Linked DNA regions of Danio rerio: all the other regions are linked to region 1. The links are chromatin contacts, called in public Hi-C and Micro-C maps. All regions are on one chromosome and are shown on one strand. The core of a region is the stretch at or near the end of the contact, and the rest is flanking DNA. Distances in the headings are between cores, read along the strand shown.

What was found. Hi-C and Micro-C count contacts between places; a contact is called where the count stands out from the background.
Region 2: a contact with region 1 is called in a Hi-C map of hematopoietic stem cells, with 4 times the contacts expected there. The contact joins the promoter of rps12 here to the promoter of si:dkey-261l7.2 in region 1. A contact is called at or near these places in 5 of 18 Hi-C or Micro-C datasets (caudal fin, embryo, fibroblasts and 2 more) and 1 of 4 datasets of contacts at active chromatin or transcription factors (caudal fin).
Region 3: a contact with region 1 is called in a Micro-C map of caudal fin, with 8 times the contacts expected there. The contact joins the promoter of si:dkeyp-79f12.7 here to the promoter of si:dkey-261l7.2 in region 1. A contact is called at or near these places in 3 of 18 Hi-C or Micro-C datasets (caudal fin, hematopoietic stem cells and an unstated tissue).

What each region holds. Positions count from the first base shown.
Region 1 is chr23:34,207,746-34,210,271 of GRCz12tu, forward strand. It overlaps si:dkey-261l7.2, which reads right to left and starts at 1,267. Exons shown (of 7, transcript NM_001386508.1): 1 at 1,092-1,267; 2 at 824-950. The coding sequence starts at 948.
Region 2 is chr23:34,373,098-34,375,623 of GRCz12tu, forward strand. rps12 (ribosomal protein S12) reads left to right here and starts at 1,260. Exons shown (of 5, transcript NM_200046.3): 1 at 1,260-1,474. The coding sequence starts at 1,461. It overlaps lca5 (lebercilin LCA5), which reads right to left and starts at 2,038. Exons shown (of 9, transcript XM_073939207.1): 1 at 1,978-2,038. All of the region lies in intron 2 of zgc:153284, which reads right to left.
Region 3 is chr23:34,344,785-34,347,310 of GRCz12tu, forward strand. si:dkeyp-79f12.7 (a long non-coding RNA gene) reads right to left here and starts at 1,270. Exons shown (of 2, transcript NR_170130.2): 1 at 1,065-1,270. The region is part of intron 2 of lca5 (lebercilin LCA5); the gene reads right to left.

The DNA of each region.
Region 1 (2,526 bases), core at 17-2,516:
ATGTAAAATAAATTGTTTTATGGATCACGTATTTAAAAAAAAATTCCTTATATCTGTGATGGCAAAGCTGAAGTTCATCAGCTCATACACACAGTCAGTACTACACACGACTAATGATTCATTCATTTTCCTTCCGCTTAGTCCCTTATTTATCAGGGGTCACCACAGCGGAATGAACCGGTCTGACCTCTCTATTTAACGCTTTATCCCACCTAAAGATGTATGTGGGGGTCTGCCCTTTAATAATTAAGAAATAGTTTGCTCTGATCTGTATCTTAAATAATTTTAATAATTAAAATAGGTGATAACTTCCCTATACATTTGACCACCCCTATAATGTTTCATACCATTGTGAAGGCATGTTTGTGCCAGAAATATTAATTTATAGGTGTGAAACCAGCAAATCTAGAGCAGCAACAGACAGAATAAGTGTTCACAAAAAAGTGTTTCTTTAAAAAGGGTGTTTGCAGGTGTTTGTAAAACTAGATGCATGATTTTTATTCTATACACTGGCTCGCACATGAAAGCTAAACTGCGAAATAAAAAAATACAAGCAGTCATCTATTAATACGTGCAGGAAAGCAAACCTGTGAGTGTCACAGATTTGAATATCCCAAATATCATTGACGACCACTTAATATCCCTCAAAACACTGAAAACATAATAACACGTTTGATTAATAAAGTAGATTTAATTTAATTAAACATAGCTTATAAATGTGGTTCACTGAGCCATATTACAAACATAACCGAAACACTTGACACCAACCCACACCCCCCTGTAGGCTATATGAAAGCTTGTTTTATGTTTGTGTGTTGTTTACGTCTGAGTGGCGATGTGTCGCTGTGTGGCGGTTCTTCCTGTCCACCTGGAGATGAGATACTGCGCAGGTAAAGCGGACAGCAGGAGCGTCAGCTGCAAGATCACACCTGACGTGAGCTGGGGCATCACTGCATACAACACATTTCACATCACATCAGCACAGAGTCTACTGCTTCTTTTTAAAATGTTGTAGTTACAAATATAGAAACACTACATTTACTATCATGTAGCAGAAAATGTTAATCTTAACCTACTGTAGGCTATCTTACCTTAGAACTTCAGTACAATCAAATCAACACTGACTGACTTCACTGTCTTCACAAAGACAAACGGGAAGAGATCGTCGAAACTCTTAGCGTGTTGTGCGTTGTGTAAGCGTTGCTTTGAAAACTGAATATGAAATTTACATGCGGGAGGTTTCGGTTTTGGCACCTGCGCCTCTGTGGTTTAGCATTATTAGACTGCGCGTCCAATAGCGGCGGCCCACGAGAGGAGGTGTGGACGCGCCTCGAGCCGCCACGTCAGGAACCGCCGCGCGCGCAGGTTTGTTTACTTTGTTAGTTTTTTCTCAGTTCCTTTTTATGATATAAATTTCCTAAATTATAAAAAAAACATTTCAATACTTATAACAGTAGTTTTCTACCACAATGTTGCAGTTTATTTAAAGACATATTATATAGGCTAGGTCTATATCTTAATGCGTTCGTTAATTTTAGTCAGACTACTTGCACATAGCCATAAAAACTAACCAATATTTGTTCTAGATTTTTCCAACTAATCCACAAGAGGGCGCCCTTCTCTAAGAAATGTTTTATCATCAATATTTATATATTTTTTTATGTCATAAACCCTTTATGTTACAATGTTCAATATTAGTTATGTCATTATAATATACAATAACTTCCATTTAATCCTTTCATTTAATAAATTTAAAGTGATTAGCTACTTGACAGATGATATCTAGATATATTGTTTTAAATTTACAACAGACGTTTTTATAATTTCTAATGTTTCTAATGATTTTTTAAACCCGTTTTAAATTATCTTAGTCTCTTAAGCAGGTAACCTACTTATTTTTAATAATTACTTTGTGACCACTAAAAAGAAGGACACCTATTGTGAATATATAAAGAGTTCAGATGCAAAAACCTTTTAGTGCCATCTCAAATTTTCATCTAATATTACCATTTGTCTCAGCCTCAGGTTTATGTCTTGGTCAAGAAATTTCCCTTTTATGGTAAATAATGAGTTATTTTTATTGCTTTCAACATGAAATAACTGAAAAATTACAGATGGTACTTCGAGGTTTTTGCAATTTCAAATACCCATATCATAGCTTCTAAACAAAACAATTCCGACTAATGCCCAAAAGAGGGCGCAATTCTCTAAGAAATGGCTTATCATCAATAATTGAATCTTTCTATGGCATTAACCCTCAAATAATGCAATGCATTTTGTTCAATATTAGTTATCATGTCAGACTATAATATCAGACTAATTAATCCTTCCATGATTTAAAATGATTAGCTACTGAGAGATGATTGAATATGAATTTCACTCAGTATCTAGCTGAATACAATGTTTTAAACAGTTTCACCACTTTAGGGTCACACAAATCCTCCCTTTTGGACTCAATAAATGTAAATGTATCCATCAAATGCAATTCAATATAATTCAACTTGGGGCTCAGTGGTTAACACTGTC
Region 2 (2,526 bases), core at 10-2,509, 170 kb after region 1:
TCAGATTCCACCGTTAATTACGGTACGTGACTCTGATCTGGTACATGACTTTGATCTGGCTTCCAGACAAGGGCTAAACATGGACCATATCTGAGCCAAGTCTCAGCCAAGTTAATTCTTGAAGCGACCTGATAGATAGAATTTTTCTCAAAAATAATTAAAATGTATTTCAAATGTGGGTCAAGATGCCAGACTTGCATGGCCCACATATCAGTTTTTTAACACCTGGGCCAAACACTACATTTTTGACTTTTGGTCTTGTGTGCTGCCTCTAAGACAGTGCCACCTCTGCTAAACCCGGGACATGTTTGGCCCACATGATGCATGCCAGCGCCGAATGAATGGCCCTCTGAAATTTCCACCAACAATGAGAATTATTCTCAGCCTACTTTGTTTACGTTGAGTTATGTCACTTTGAAAACAATGAAAATAACTTATTCTTTGCCAAAAAAGTGAAATTACTGAACCTTCACACTGGAGACTGATAAAAACGCTCACTTTAGAAGAAAATTTCAGATGGCTTTTAGAGGTTTTTGCATCTTCATATATAATTTCTGCATCAACATTGTAATGTGATTACAGTGGAGCAGCACCAGTGGAGTCCTTGTAACATTAACCATTATAGAATGAAAGACTATCATTTGCCTGCATTTTAAAGTGAATTTTGGGAGCAAGGAATTACATTTGCAGCTGTAACAAAGATAAATTGTATTTGTTTAGGATGCAGACTCTGCAATGTTATTTTACAGTTAATGATTAAATTTTAGACCTCACAAAAAAACACAAAGCACTTAGCTGTGTATATTATTTCTATCAATTGTATTTTTCTATGCAGATAATCAGATAATATATGAGATTTCATTTTATCAAGTGATGCCCTCTCCTACAAAGTCACGCAAATCTAAAATCAAATACTTTCCAAAAAGAGCTAGTCGAATCATCTGGTGACACTATTTATATGCAAAATTGTAGAAAAAGTAGCCTAAAAATCATGTCCATTTATAAATATCTTTTCCAACATAGTGCAAAATGGTAGACATCACATCAGCAACACCTAGTTGTGCGTTTAAGTATTGTTCACCGAGAATAATAAAAAGTACTTAAATGTTAAAACGATACTGAGCGATATTTATTGAATAAAATAAATCAGCAACACTAAAACTATACACAATGAAAACGCTATAAACAGTGCCGTTGCTTTCCACGCAGGCAATGAGTTGAACACCAACGGGGCCCTTTAGCGCTTAAAGCAATGTTGTCGACACTATGACGTCCTCTTTACCCGCAGTCAGAGGGAAGGTAGGGCGAGCTTCTGAAATCTCTGACACAATCGGTCTTAAATATTAACCATCCTGCCTTTAAAATAACCCGAGATGCATCCAAAGCAACGGATATTAATATATCCATCATATTATGTCTTTATTTCAGGAATAACTCCTCGCATCCATCGCTAATCTACAATGGCCGAGGAAGGGTGAGTGACTGATGCTACATCACCCTTCATAGCATGCACTGCTCCGTTAAGAACATTTATAAACGAGTATTACATTATTTAAGTATTAAAAAATTATTTATAACCTGTATGTTATGAAACAATTACTTTTCCCCTTACTAATACAACTTAATATAACGAGCTGCTGCTCAAAGAAAACTAATTGTAAGTTACTAGTAGCACATGGCTATTATTTTAAGCCGATCCTGTGTTAAAAGCTTTATGGACCATATTGATTGTTCCCATTCATTTTCCTTGTGATAAAACACTGGTCAGCTTTTTTGTATGTATAATACACATCTATACACATCCATTCTACAAAATAGACACGAGAAAATTACTTCTATTGTTAGTTACCTTTAGCATGAGTGTACTTGGCAGGTGTGACTCAATTACAGGGTTATTCATGAGTATTAAATCTAATTAAAGTCCATTTCAGACCTTATTCTCGCTTAAAGGGATAGTTCACAGAGAATTTACTTCACCTCATGGGACTCAATCTTAATTCCTGGAGGGCCTCAGCTCTGCACAATTTTGCTTCAACCTGATCAAACAGCTGATCCAAATAATCAAGGCATTCAAGAGTCATGAACACCATTAGTTGGATCAGCTGTGTTTGATTAGGGTTGAAAACTGCAGAGCCTCAGCCCTCCTGGAATTGAGTCTGAGACCTATGCTCTACCTCATGTGGTTTTAAACTTGAGTTTATTTCTGTTTTTCTAAAATGGTAGTGTTCAATCAGCATTCTTCAAACTATCTCAACAGATGAATCTCAAATTGTGTTTTGAAGAATGGCACTATTTTGGGTGGACTATCCTTTTAATGGTGTGTTTAGTCTTGTTGTAAAGTTTAAAAATGTAACTTGTATAAAAAAATGCATTGTGTGCTTTCTAGTTTTTTTTTTAATAGTACTTTTAATTTACATGTTCAATTAGAAGTCATTTTGACATCTCATTTGTCTTAAATTTAATCCATAATAGTATTTAAGCTCTTAAATTTAACTTGAGAGTAAGTGTAGACCGCGGTGTTCATAC
Region 3 (2,526 bases), core at 20-2,519, 140 kb after region 1:
AGGCACTTCACTCAAAACTGAAAATTCTATTTCCTCATCCTTCACTTGTTCCAAACCTGTATGAGTTTGTTTCTGATGTTTAACACAAACAAAAATACTTTGAAGAAAGCTGGAAACTTGCAACAACTGATATTCATAGTAGTTCTTTTTCCTACTATGGAAGTCAATGGTTACAGGTTTTCAGCTTTCTTCAAAATATCTTCTTTTGAAAGGCATCTGCAGCAATATCATCAGATTAAACTACACAGTAAATCATTAATTTAAATTATTTAAAAGTAGCTCCCTTTAGTCACACTTTAAAATAAGGTTTCATTAGTTAATGTATTTGCTCACTATTAAAATAACTATTTAATATTTAATAGTTAGCATTGTTAAACTAATTTACTAATGAATAAAAATCCAAAGTCATGCTTGTTAACATTAGCTATTACATTGTGAGTTAACAAGCACAATGAATCAGCATTTGTTCATTAACATAAAAAACTAATAAATATTGCAATAGACAAATTGTTGATGTGAAATTAACTAATGACACCTTATTGTTTTGGGTCACCCTCCCATTTAATTACAATGTTATAGGCTAAATAGAAAGCATGCTATCTACACTGTTACACTGCATCTGTCATCTCCACTGTTTCAGCAATAAATCAGTTCAATAAATCACAGCGCTATTTGTCTGTTGTGGATGGAACGGCATTGTATTATTTCATTCCTAATATATCTTGCTCATTAATCATGCTTACAAGCTAAGACAGCATCTGTGTTTCTGTAACTATCCGAACTGAACAGTGGTGGTCACTTTAGAACAGTAAAAGTATGAATGGGACAGAATTTCACATGTATGCTGTCCTACTCTCAGCTAGTGAGGAGACTCCGATTTCTTCATAGATCTATCGGTAGTAATGAGCTCTCACTGAGACCTTATTCCTGCCCTGTTTTTACCTGACACTATGAGACAGAATTACGTACACATATGATTATTTTTACTTACGTGATAAAGCTTCCGATGGACGGATCGTAAGAGTATTAACGCTAAAGTTAGCCTTCAGGCTAGCTGAACTTACCTTCATAATTGCACAGGTAGGAAGATGCATAAAACTTGAAACCTTTCTCAAGCTTTGCTCTGCGGTGTTGTAGAGTACATCCGGACAATCATTTGCACATCGTTGACCATAATTTACTCGCAAACAGCGAGTAAATATTGACGACTCTGCCATAATACTGTTTACCTCCGCTTAAAATCACCCAGACCGGAAGCTGGACCGCGGCCTTAGACAAAACGCGGAAGTAATGCGTGCATATAGCCCATTCTGCATAGGAGCAATCCCAGCGTTATGCATGTGACATTTGCAATATAAACCCAAGACATCAATTCACATAGAAACTATTTGCTAACAATATATTGAAACATCTGCTTATATTTTCCTAAACAACTAACCACAGAGTTATAGGATCAGAAAAATTTTAAACTGTAAACATTTTTCATACTTTAAATGAGGAAAATAAAATAAAAAAGTCTGCAAATTTACAATATACTTGTAGGAATTCTGTGAATTAAACTGCACAACCCAAAAGAATAAGAGCTGGCTCTCTATAGAACTACAATGCATGATTTTATTTTATTTGACATTTATGAGGAAGAAGCATCGTTATGGAAGTGACACTTTTCCGTTATGGATGTGGCTGATGTGAAATTTGGTAAAATTGTTTGAAAACATTAGCAGTGAAATTTTTGAGTATTTTTAAATTAGGCTACTGTGAAATACTTGCTAACACAATGCTAACAATGCTAACAAAAATGTCGAAACGGTTTCTCTATTTTGTTGAAAACTTTTTTCATGGCAAGGTTAACTTTTGCATGGAATTGCTTATATGTTATGCAATAGATCTTAATGAGAATGTGCCATTATACAGCGCAGTGCATTCTGGGATTTTGGGACATGAAAACTTGGATCCCACTGCTCTGCATATGTTTACTGCATCATACACTGATTTCCAAAATGTTTTCTTATGGCAGCTCATTGTCACGGATAGGCACTTTCATTTATTTGTTCTGCTCTCTGTGCATCTGTGCTCGACTTCTCTAGATCCATGTTTCACTACACATTAGTCTTTTTTTTTTTATTCAGAGTAGTATAAGATGTTAAAAAATAAATAAATAAATAAAATATACATCAGAGGTGTCCAAACTTTTAACTTTTTCTTATAAAGGGTCAAAAACCAAACTTGATTGAGGGCTGTGGGCTGAAGTTAAAGATACCAAACCACATTACATTAAATTTGCTGTTGGCATTTCCAATTTATTTGAGTATTAATCAAAAACAACTAGAAATCATTGCTTTAAAACATATTAAATAATGATGCAGTATCATTTTTAACATTTTATAATGAACTTATTATAGTAAAAACATAAATAATCCCATTTATAACACAATGGAGTTCAATATGAAATACACAAGTCGAGCTGCTCTTGCCTTTACCTTGATTTGTTTGCCGAAGTCTTTTGCATCTGTCAAGTGACAGTAT